Regions from separate parts of the Mus musculus genome. Here region 1 is linked to region 2. Evidence: chromatin contacts called from public promoter capture Hi-C data. All regions are on one chromosome and are shown on one strand. The core of a region is the stretch at or near the end of the contact, and the rest is flanking DNA. Distances in the headings are between cores, read along the strand shown.

Evidence for each region. Promoter capture Hi-C pulls out the DNA fragments that hold promoters and counts their contacts.
Region 1: a contact with region 2 is called in a promoter capture Hi-C map of embryonic stem cells. The contact joins the promoter of Bahcc1 here to the promoter of Prpsap1 in region 2.

The regions. Positions count from the first base shown.
Region 1 is chr11:120,230,597-120,235,992 of GRCm38.p6, forward strand. Bahcc1 (BAH domain and coiled-coil containing 1) reads left to right here and starts at 2,351. Exons shown (of 28, transcript NM_001347621.2): 1 at 2,351-2,511. It overlaps 2900052L18Rik (RIKEN cDNA 2900052L18 gene), which reads right to left and starts at 1,021. Exons shown (of 2, transcript NR_151480.1): 1 at 899-1,021; 2 at 1-702. Gm11772 (a long non-coding RNA gene) reads right to left here. Exons shown (of 2, transcript XR_001780401.2): 2 at 4,588-5,396.
Region 2 is chr11:116,486,336-116,491,726 of GRCm38.p6, forward strand. Prpsap1 (phosphoribosyl pyrophosphate synthetase-associated protein 1) reads right to left here and starts at 4,011. Exons shown (of 10, transcript NM_026364.1): 1 at 3,713-4,011; 2 at 1,783-1,835. The coding sequence starts at 3,882.

The DNA of each region.
Region 1 (5,396 bases), core at 1,101-3,600, 3.7 Mb after region 2:
ATCAAAGAGTGGGTGCAAGCTGTCTAGGCGCGCCCCTCCCCCACACTGGCTTCCCGGGTCCCCTCGAGGTTGCAGCAGCTCGGAGGATTGCCACGCTGTGTCCTTGTAGCATCCAATTATTTCTCTCTCTCTCTTTTTTTAAAATCCTTTTCCCTTTTTCTTTTTCTTTTTGAAGGGACGGATGGGGTAAGGGAGAATACTTTAAACGGGGAGATAGATATAAAGATTCCTGGATCGGTAAACAAAATCAGTGAAAGAAAATAGCGAGGAACTCGAATTCCAAGCACTCAGAAAATCTGCGGCTTGCAAGAGATGCTTACACCAACCGAGAACAGGGGCGCTCGCGTTCCGGGGCCTCCCGTTGCCAGCAGCGGTTTCTCCCGAGCCGGGAATCTTCTCTCCGTGCGTGCGAAGCGGGAAACGGCTGCCCGCCGCTGGAGGGACCAGAACAACGGAGCTCACCTCAGGCCAAGCCCGGCCGGCGTTCGCCGTCGGGTCACCACCGAGCCACCGGGAGCCGGAATTCGCGCCCATCCCTCACAGGATGGCCTGATTCAATCGCGTACTGGATCTGCAGGAGATGTGCCTCACCGCAGCTCGTGCGCCCCGGCGCGCAGCAATCACCGCGCTGGAGAGGGCGCAATCCCGGGCTGGCCTCGCGCCTCCACCCCGCAGTCAGGCTTGTGTTCCCCGTCCGGCGGCCTGCGGAGACCCCGGCTTACCTAGAGCGGGCGGCGGCCGAAGCCCAGTCGCTTGCGAGGGGGAAATCCCGGAGTCCCCGCCCGCCGCCCCCATCCTCCCAGGTCAGCGTGGCCCGCAGGGGGCCAGGCCGGCCCGGCAGTGCGCCCGCTTCCCCTTTCTCTTCAGATGCCTTTGATCCCCAAGCTCTCCGCCGCACCTCGGCTCCCGAGCTGCCTGGGTCGGCCCGCGGGGATCCTGGAAACCGTCCCCGGTTTATCTCCTTTCATCAAGCGGCCTTGGGCAGCCTTGAAACCGCGGAGCCAGTAATTGCTTTTTTCAGGAGGCCCGGTGCGGACTGGATAACAGCCAATCAGCGCCTTGTTTACACTTAGTGATGGACAGCCCGCTGGCAAAGTGCCAACCAATCGTGACCGTTTTGCAGAAGCAAGGGAGGCGGGGAAAGAGAGGAGACCACAGATCTCAGATTTAACTCCTTTGTGTCCACGCAGGAAAGAGACTGGAAAAATCCAAAGGAATATAGCTGTGTCGATTGGCATCTACTTAAATACTCCCCCCCAACACACAGAGAAAAAGAGAAGCAGAAATTATGTATTCATCGCCACTAAGACATCACCTCTACTTCTTGAGAATAAATAACATTTGGGTAGGCAACCAAATTCTAACCGAAATATTTGCTTGCAGAATATTTTAAAAGCGCTTTGATTCTGATTATGATAAAGAGAATTGTTTAGAGGCTGTTTTCCATTGTAGAGAGAAATTTGCGAATATGCAGGGACAGGCCCTGAGAAATGCTAAGCATGGTTTTCACACCATGACAACCACCCCTAAAATTATCAAGTGAAGATATTTTTAAAATCTAGGGGCTGATAGAAAAAGTAAATCCTTATCTTGGCAACAGAGCCTCGATTTTCATTTCGATTGTTGCTACGCTGCAAAGTGTGGCGGAGGGAGATAATAATTGAGAGCGGACAGATAGATGGCTGGCGAAGAAAGGTACATCTGCCTCTCGGGCAGGGGGAAGAAGGGCATATATGGAGCCTGTGGGCATGCCTCAGGCAGAAGTGTATTCCTAGTTTGGGTGGGGGGCGCCTGGGAGTGGAGGTACATCAGGGTAACTCAGAATCTGCGCTTGGAAGTTGGGCCTACGTGCAGCAGGTTCTGCCACCTGCCAAACAGACCCTTGGTATGGACAGAGCATCTGGTTTACAGCGTGAGGCTATTTCTTCTTTTTTATTTTGTGCATAAAAACAAATAAAAATGCCCCAAACCTTACACCTGACAAATTATGGAAAAACAAAACCACAAGTCTCCCCTGGACACGGACACCCGTTCTCACTATCCCTAGCTCCTCTCCCGCCCTGCGCCACCACATTCCCATTCAGCAGCAATGATCTGCGCAAAGGAGCTGCGCAGTCGCTGGGCTTGAATTAGGCGCCATCAGGCTTGGTAGTAGCCCTGCTGCTCCCTGATTGGCAGCTCCCTGGCCCGGCGCCAGCCTATTGGGAGGCCTGTTTACGCCGAATGAGTGGCACGAGCTCAGGGCCGTGGAGGGCCGAGCAGCCAATCAGCGCTCGGGCTGCTCCGGGCTGAGTGGCACGAGCTTATTAGTATGCAGGGCCCGTGGCTCGCCGCGCCGGGCTGCAGGTTTGAGAGCCGCTCTGGATGGGCTCGCTAGAGTCGTTGTTGTGGAAGCCGTGCATTCACAGTGCAACAGTCAGCACATTGAAAATACCAATAGGAATACAAACCAAAGTCACATTTACTGATTTAATTGTATTGCATTCAATTGTATCCAGGAAACAGCCTCCAGTAAGTAACTCAAATTGCTTTCATTTTTAATTTTTTTTGCTATTTTTATTATTTTATTATATTATTTTGGTTTTTGGGGGTTTACATTTTTAAGCAAAAGAAATTCAGGATTGTGATGTTAAATAATAGAGCTTCCCTTTTAAAATCCGTTATGATGTTGAAAGGCTTTTTTTTAAAAGATGGACTATATATATGAGTACGATATTTTTTCTTCTGAAAAATTTTATCGATCGGTTTAAAATTCCCCCCGTAATGCGTCCTTGCTTTGCTCTGAGCGCTTGTTGTCTCGATCGACACCCTGCATTAAAAATAAATTATCGAGACAGGACAGAGACCGCCAAGCTTCGTTCAGCAAGAGCCTCGCGGGTAGCCCCGAATGGACAGTCAGTGAGAGCCCAGTTCTGGAGGAACCAGGAGCGAACCCCAATTATTTGCTCCCCCATCTTACTCCCCTCCCCCAGCAATCTTGAATGGGCTCCGCCCGGTCGTTCCGTGGCGCAGGGAACGGTCGGCTCTCCGTGGCCACGGCTTTCCGGGCCTCAGTGAAGGGACAGGAGATTAGAGGGGTACTGGCAGGTTTTCAGGTTCCGCTCCCCACAGACTTAATTCTTTTCAGAACATTTCCCTTTTTTTCCCTCTCTGGGGGAGTTGGGATGGAGGAGGGGGGCTGAACAGTGGGGCGTCTTCATGCTGCGCGTTCTGGGCAGCACGCGGGCTCAGGCCAAGACCCGCGTGGCGTGGTCCGGGGACCGGTCCATTTCCCAGAGCGGGGGTCTTGCACCACCCAGTCCCCGTTCCTAGCTGGGCTGATGGGGGGGGGGCGGGTTTCGCAGGGAGCGGGTTGTGAAGCGACGCTGGAGCCATTCGCTCCCGGCGCGCTCCTGGCTGCGGCCTGGCCTTGCAGGCCCCATTGCGCCCACCCGCGCGGGAAACTCGGCAGGAGGGAGCCCACGGACTCCAGAGCTTGGCCTCCACCGGAGGACAAAGGCGTCTCAGACCCGGCGTTTCGATGCGAAATTTGAAAACAAAGCAAACCTTGAGGAGCTGGGGGTACGAGTGCTGCCCAAGCCTCAGGAGGGTGCACAATTCTGGGGGTCACGCCCAGCCACCCGGGGGAGGATTTCTGGGGTTCGGGTTCTTTAGCTGTGCTCTCGTCGTCGGCTCTCCGGCCGCGCGCGGCTCTCTGCCCGCTGCCACTGTTTCCTCTGGTCCAATCCTGCCCGGGGTCCATTGCGGTGTCTTGTACCGGGGTTTGGCTTGGGGAGGCCTCGGAGCCTCGGGACTCGGCGATCTGCTGCATCTCAGCTTCCGGCCGCGGCTCTCGGTCTGTGGCCTCAGTTTCTGCCCTTACTCGCTCCGTATGGAGCCGGCTTTCCCAGGCCCTGGGCGCGAGCAGACCGGGGCGGCGCGGCAGCTCTCGGGCAGGACAGAACACAAAGAAAAGTCCCCTCTAGTCCGTTCAGAAGCGCAACGGCGGGTACCGGAGACACAACCCACCCCTTGTTTGCGTAGAAAGTCTAGCAGGCTTGAGAGAAAGGCACGAACGAGCCGGCGATCGGCCCGCAGGGGGTGGAGAGTAAAGCCACTGCTTGAGCCCAGAGCCCGCGTCCCGAGAATCGCCGGCAGCCCCCACTTTCGCTCCCACTTTGAAATGTCTTACTGGGGGTGGGGGGCCCAGAACAAAAGCCCAGCGCACACGACTCCCCGGAGGCCGTCGCGAAGCCTTGTACCGCGCGCGCAGCCTCCGACCCCACTCCGGCCCTCGGCGCCTTTGAAGCGGCAGGTTCCTGACCTCCCTCCCCTTCCTCCTTTCCCTTTGTCCTGCTCGGCGCCCTCCGGGGCTCGAGAGGCGCCGGCCTGGGTTGGGGCGCGCAAGTCCCTCTCCATCCCCGGGCAGCCCATCCTCTGACCCCGGCGCCAACAACGCCTCGGCCTTGTTTGAGCCTTCCGCGCCGTGGCTATCGCCGAATAGGCCCGCGCGGTGGAGAAGCGAGTTATTTGTTGGACCCGGGGAGAGTGAAGCTCCCCAGAGGGAAGAGAGCCCCAAACCCCTTTGTATGCAGTTCGAGCACAAAGAAGTCTTTGTGTAGTCCCGTTTATTTACAATGCAAAATTCTCCGAATAAATATTAAAAAAAGCTTATCAGCTGAGCAAATATGTATTCACTTAATACATTATGTTTTCGGTTATAGATTAAATCAGACACAAAATAGTGTGCAAATAAGACAGTGTAGAACCCAGAGCATAAAATATAGCAATTTTAAATGGTATTTACGAAATAGAAAACATCTTAATCGCTTTGTTGTCACGGTGGAATGGCTTTAAAAAAGGTTTTGATTGTCTGCAAAGTTCACAGTTAAGAATATCTCCATTCTATTGGAACTGAGATGAAGTATTAAAACAATGCGTATTTCGGAAATAAGGAGAGAAGTATTCGAAATGGAGGAGGGCCGAGAGATTTTGGTCGCACGTGCATGGTGGTGTACAGTTTATTTCGCTTGCTGGGTTGCTCCTCTCAGAGTTGAAATTGTCTCCGATTTCGCCCGGGAGCAGACTTCCGCGATGGGAGGGGTAGAAGAAAAAGAAGAGGAGGGTCATTTTAAGCCGGCCCTGTCCGAGATGGGTCTGGAAGACCCGAGGACACGGGTCTGCTGGGACCCAGACGCAGGAGAAGGCTGAGCTATGCTTGGTCTGTGCTCCTTTGCAGGGTCGACCTAGGTGCCACGCGAAGACCAGCCTTGGTTAAGTGATCCCGGGCAGGCGCTGAATGGAGAAACATTGTGGCCGATTTGGGAGGCAGAGAGAAAACAATTTCTGACTCTCTGAGCCCCCTCCCTCCCAAACCCCCAATCCGCAGAGGAAGATCCTGGGCGAATTTGATTGGG
Region 2 (5,391 bases), core at 2,761-5,260:
GACCTCTTTGGAGGCCCCCACACGTGACACACATAAATAAATGAATGAAAACTAAATCTTAAGAGAAAAAAGCTGCTAAGGTTGTGTCTTAGGGTTTCTACTGCTGCAATGATAAACACCACGACCAAAAAACAAGTTGGGGAGGAAAAGGGTTCATTCAGCTTATACTTCCACATCGCTGTTCATCACTGAGAGAAGCAGGACAGGAACTCACACAGGGCAGGAACCGGGAGGCTGGAACTGATGCAGCAGCCATGGAGGGCACTGCTTACTGGCTTGCTCAGCCTGCTTTCTTATAGAACCCAGAGCCATCAGCCCAGGGATGGCTCCGCCCATAAAGGAGGTTGGGGGCCCTCCCACCCTTGATCACTGATTGAGAAAAGCCTTTTTTGTTTGTTTGTTTGTTTTGTTTTTTCGAGACAGGGTTTCTCTGTGTAGCTCTGGCTGTCCTGTAACTCACTCTGTAGACCAGGCTGGCCTCGAACTCAGAAATCCACCTGCCTCTGCCTCCCAAGTGCTGGGATTAAAGGCGTGCCTGTGCCACCACTGCCCGGCAAGTTTAAGACTTATTCACCAAACAGAAGAAAAGACAAACGTTCTACAGATCTCTCCTTTACTTGTTATCACAGGGTATGTGCGTCAGGGCGGAAAATCTAAAGAAGGGGAGCAGAGGACGCAGACCTCTAATGCTTGAAGAAAACATTTCTGCGTTCACAGACACACACACAGACACACACACACAGCCTCCTAGCTACACCCCCAGCCCTCCTGCCGTACGTTCTCTGCAGAGCAGCAGAAACAATGAGACCCTGCTTCAATAAAACAGCACCGATGCCCTAAGGCTGTCCTCTGAGCCCCACACCTGCATGCACAACGCACACCCACTGCACAAGTAACACAGCAAAACTGGAGTCCTGTCTGCTTGTAAAAGCACGCCAACCGTGGAGGTGATGGTGCCACCGGGCTCCAAGGCAGGGCAAGTTCTAAGCTAGGGCGGTGAGTTCTCGTGCATCCAAGGAAACAAAGCAAAAGCATGCTTTAAAAAAAAAAAATGCAGCCGGGCGGGTGGTGGTGCACGCACGCCTTTAATCCCAGCACTTGGGAGGCAGAGGCAGGCGGATTTCTGAGTTTGAGGCCAGACAGGTCTACAGAGTGAGTTCCAGGACAGCCAGGGCTACACAGAGAAACCCTGTCTCAACAAACCAAAAAAAGAAAGCTATCAGCTGGGCATGAGAGTACATGCCCACAATCCCAGGACATGAGAGGCTGAAGGGACTGGTCCAGCAAGATGGCACAGAGGGTGAAGATACTTGCTACGAGGCCTGATGACCTGCATTTGGCTCCTTGAAGCCCACAGGGTAGAAGGAGAGACCCAGCTCCCAGCACGATGATCAAGAGTTTGAGACCTTGGGCTGGTGAGATGGCTCAGCGGTTAAGAGCACTGACTGCTCTTCTGCAGGTCCTGAGTTCAATTCCCAGCAACCACATGGTGGCTCACAACCATCCGTAATGAGAAACAAAAAAACCTATGGGCCGGAGCAAACAGAAGAAGGGGGTGGGGAATTTGAGGCCTTGATGGACTATATAGTTAATGCCTATCATAAATGAATGAATGGAATAAGGGTCAGAAGTGGCGGAGACTGCTTGTCATCCCAACACTAGCGGCAAAGCAGGAGGATTCAGAGGTTAAGCCAGCCCAGGCTACATGAGATACTGCAGTAGCTGCTGCAACAATAACAACACATCCCAAACTTAAAAAAAAAAATCAACTTTTTAACTTACCTCCATTGGTCTCCTGATATACAACAGATTTCCCCAATTCAGCACCAAGACGCCTATTACACAAAAACAAAACAAAACAAAAAAAGATGGTAAGAGCATGCAACTAACTAAGCCAGCATTCTGGAAGCTGAGGCAGGAGGATTGCTGTAAGGTGAGGACCAGTCTGGGATACATAGTGAGTAACAGGCCAGCCAGGACTACTAGCAAGACCAAACTTAAAAAAAAAAAAAAAAGCCAGGAGTGTCTCAAGCCTTTAATCCCAGCTCTTGGGAGGCAGAGGCAGGAGGATCTCTGCAAGGCTATCTATCCTGGTCTACAAAGCTTACTGGAATTAGCATAACAAAAGGCAAAACCACTAATCTTTTTTCTTTGTTTTATTTATATGTGAGTACACAGTAGTTGTTTGTCTTCAGACACATCAGAAGAGGGCATCAGATCTCATTACAGGTGGTTGTGAGCCACCATGTGGTTGCTGGGAATTGAACTCAGGACCTCTGGAAGAGCAGTCAGTAATCTTAACTGCTGAGCCATCTCTCCAGCCCAAAACCACTAATTTTTAAAGTGGAGCTTTCTCAAGGCAAGGTCACGTGTGATAAGTGTGACCCAATACAAACAAGCTCAACTTTCATGTTTAAAGGGATCCTTGGCCTGGACAAGACAAATAATCAGGGGCTGGAGAGATGACTCAGCAGTTAAGAGCACTGGCTACTCTTCTAGGGGTCCAGAGTTCAATTCCCAGCACCCACACGGTGGCTCACGACCATCTGTAATGAGATCTGGCGCCCCCTTCTGGCCTTCAGGCACACATGCAGACAGAACATTGTATACACGATAAATAAATCATGAAAAGAAACAGAAACCGGAGAGACTGACTGTCTCCCTGTACATATCTCCTAAACCCACTTCAAAGTCCAACTGATAATAAAACAGGTGGAGCTAAGAACTTTTGAAATATGAAAATGACTTTAAATGTTCAAAGTCAAGTCATTTACGCCAGGGAGTCCAAGTGCGCACCTGAACTGCCAGCATCGGAAAGGCCAAGGCCAGAAATATCACACCATTTAGAGTGTGACCAGGGTCATAAGACCTTATCTCAGAAACCAAAGCCCATGATGGGTGTGGTGTTCCCGCGGCAGAAGCAGGCAGATCTCCCGGCTTGAACTCTTGAGAGTGCAAGCCTCATCCATTCACTAAGTTCCAGGCCAGCAGGAGCTACGATAAAGCTCTGTCCCATAAAGGAGAAGAGAAACGATACATATTACTAAAAAGCTTATTTCACAAAGGGCCCTTAAGGCTCTTTATACCAGGGCTCTAGTTTTCTCCAAAATTGAAAAGGGGCCTTTAAGTAGACCGGTTATTATCAGCAGGGCACCGGGAGGCTCTGCTCTGCAGGATTCTTCTCCATGATTTCCGCAAAGTTCAGGCTCACGCTCCCATCCCTTCCCCATAGAAGCACCCACAGTTTGTAAGTAAGGTTTAAAAAAAAAAAAAAAAATCACGTCCTTCATCCATCCAGCATCGGTAACAACAAACAAGCCTGGAAAGACATCTCAGGGCCCCCACGGTCCCCTGAGGTCAGTGGTTAACACACGCACACACCCCTAAGCAAACACTTTTTTGTACAACTGATCCTACACACTTGTAATCGCGGCTCTCCCCCCGCCCAGCCCGAAGTACTTCTGAGTTCCCTTCTCCCTGACTGTCCTAACCCTTCGGTCTAGGATGGACCCACATCGCCTGTCGCTTTAGGGACGCCTGGAAATGGCGATGGTCAGATTCAGGGCAAGCGCAGGAAACCTCTCTAGGGTTAAGAGTGCGCCGCGGCCCTGGGACGGGGTTGGGGAGTCGGCCCAAACCTGCTGCTCCCGGGTGCAAAGGTGGAGGTGACGGGGAGAGGGGCTAGGGCCACCCCGGGGACCACCTCGCTTACTCAGTGATGCGCTTGGCCAGTTCCGTGCAGGCGGCCGTGGAGTTGGCCGAGAAGACTCGGTAGCCGGTGCGGGCTGCGTTCATGGCCGGCGAGGCGGCGGGCCGAGCCCGCGGGACACGCAGAGCAGAGCACGCGGACAGCGGGGGCAGCAGCAGCAGCTTCCTGGGCATCCTCCGGCCCGAGGCGCGGCTACAGCGGTCCGCGCGGGGCCGCAGAGGGACGAGGCGCGACACAGATGCGTCCGGATCTCCAAGCCGCACCGAAGGCGCAGCCGAGCGCCGCAGCCTCCTTCGGACCCCGCGGCAGGCCGCGCCCCTCCGCGACACCGAGTCGAGCAGCTAGAGCGTCCGCCCCCGCCGCCATCTCGGAAAAGGGCAGGGAGGTGGGCATGGCATGGAGAGCCTGTTCTGACACAGGCGCCGCTGACTCGCGTGTTCGCCTGAGTTTGAGTCTCCGGGGACAGGTATTTTAATGTCCACTATTCTGGGAGGTGCAGCCATGTTTAGTGGTACTTATAAATGTTTTCAAATTTACTGCCAGGAACTAAGATGTCCGCCCAGGGACCGGAGACAATCTAGCCTCACGCCTCTATGATGAACGAGCCTCCGGCGCTCCCCTCCACGCTTGCGCAGGCTGGGATTTATTTGAAAAGGGACAGCCGGCCCTTTCCCTTTTGCGGGCACTTAAACTAACTGCTCCAGAATCTGGACGTGGAGGCCTTCCCTAGACGTTATATCTGTGTCTGCACGTGAGGCAAGGTTGCACTCCTGCCCGTTGTTGTTCTCAGTTCTCCCACCCGTCCCCCTCAACCCCAGCCAGCCGCTCTGCCCGCATGAGTTCGCCTTGTGCAAATACAGAAGGCGCGTGTGTTCATTTACTTTTGTGTAAATAGATGAAGTCGTTCCAAAGAGACATTTGAGCCTCTCGATCTATCAGACTGTTTGAAAAACGGACCCCCAAAGAAGTAAAGATCTTCCCCCACCCACCTCAGGAATGTCATGCTGGGAGAAAAAAAAACGTGACTCCCAAAAACAGCTTTCACAGAGCTCCAGAGACTTCTCAGACCACCTTACAGGCTGAGGTTGAAGCCCATGCAAGGGCGTCTCAATGATGGTCGGGACCTTGCCCTGGAAGGGACGGCTTAGGTGGCAAATCCTCGGCCTTCTGCTTACATTTTTATCTCACTTCTGGACGGAGGACAGACTTGTGGACTTCTCTGGATTCCTCTGTTCCTCTTACCGATGTTGCTAGGTTTAATAAATCTCCCTTTTCTGCTTTCTGTTTTCAGTTCGACTTTTAATTTTAATTTTAATTTAATTTAATTTAATTTAATTTAATTTGGCTTTTCGAGTCAGGGTTTCTCTGTGTAGCCCTGGCTGTCCTGGAACTCGCTGTGTAGACCAGGCTGGACTCGAACTCAGAAATCTGCCTGAACATTGAGTCTTTCTGTGTCTGTGCACCGTGCATACACAGTGCCTGCAAAGGCCAGAAGAGGGTGTCAGATTCTCTGGAACTGTAGTTTGGAGTCAGTTGTGGGCTGCTGGGTCTTCAGGAACAGCAGCCAGTGCTCTTAACTGCTGAGCCATCCCTCCCGTGCCCAAGTTGCAATTTTAATTAACATATTGAAGAAGGTGGCCAGACCTGACTTGGACTCAGATTGTGAGCCCCAAGGTTGATTA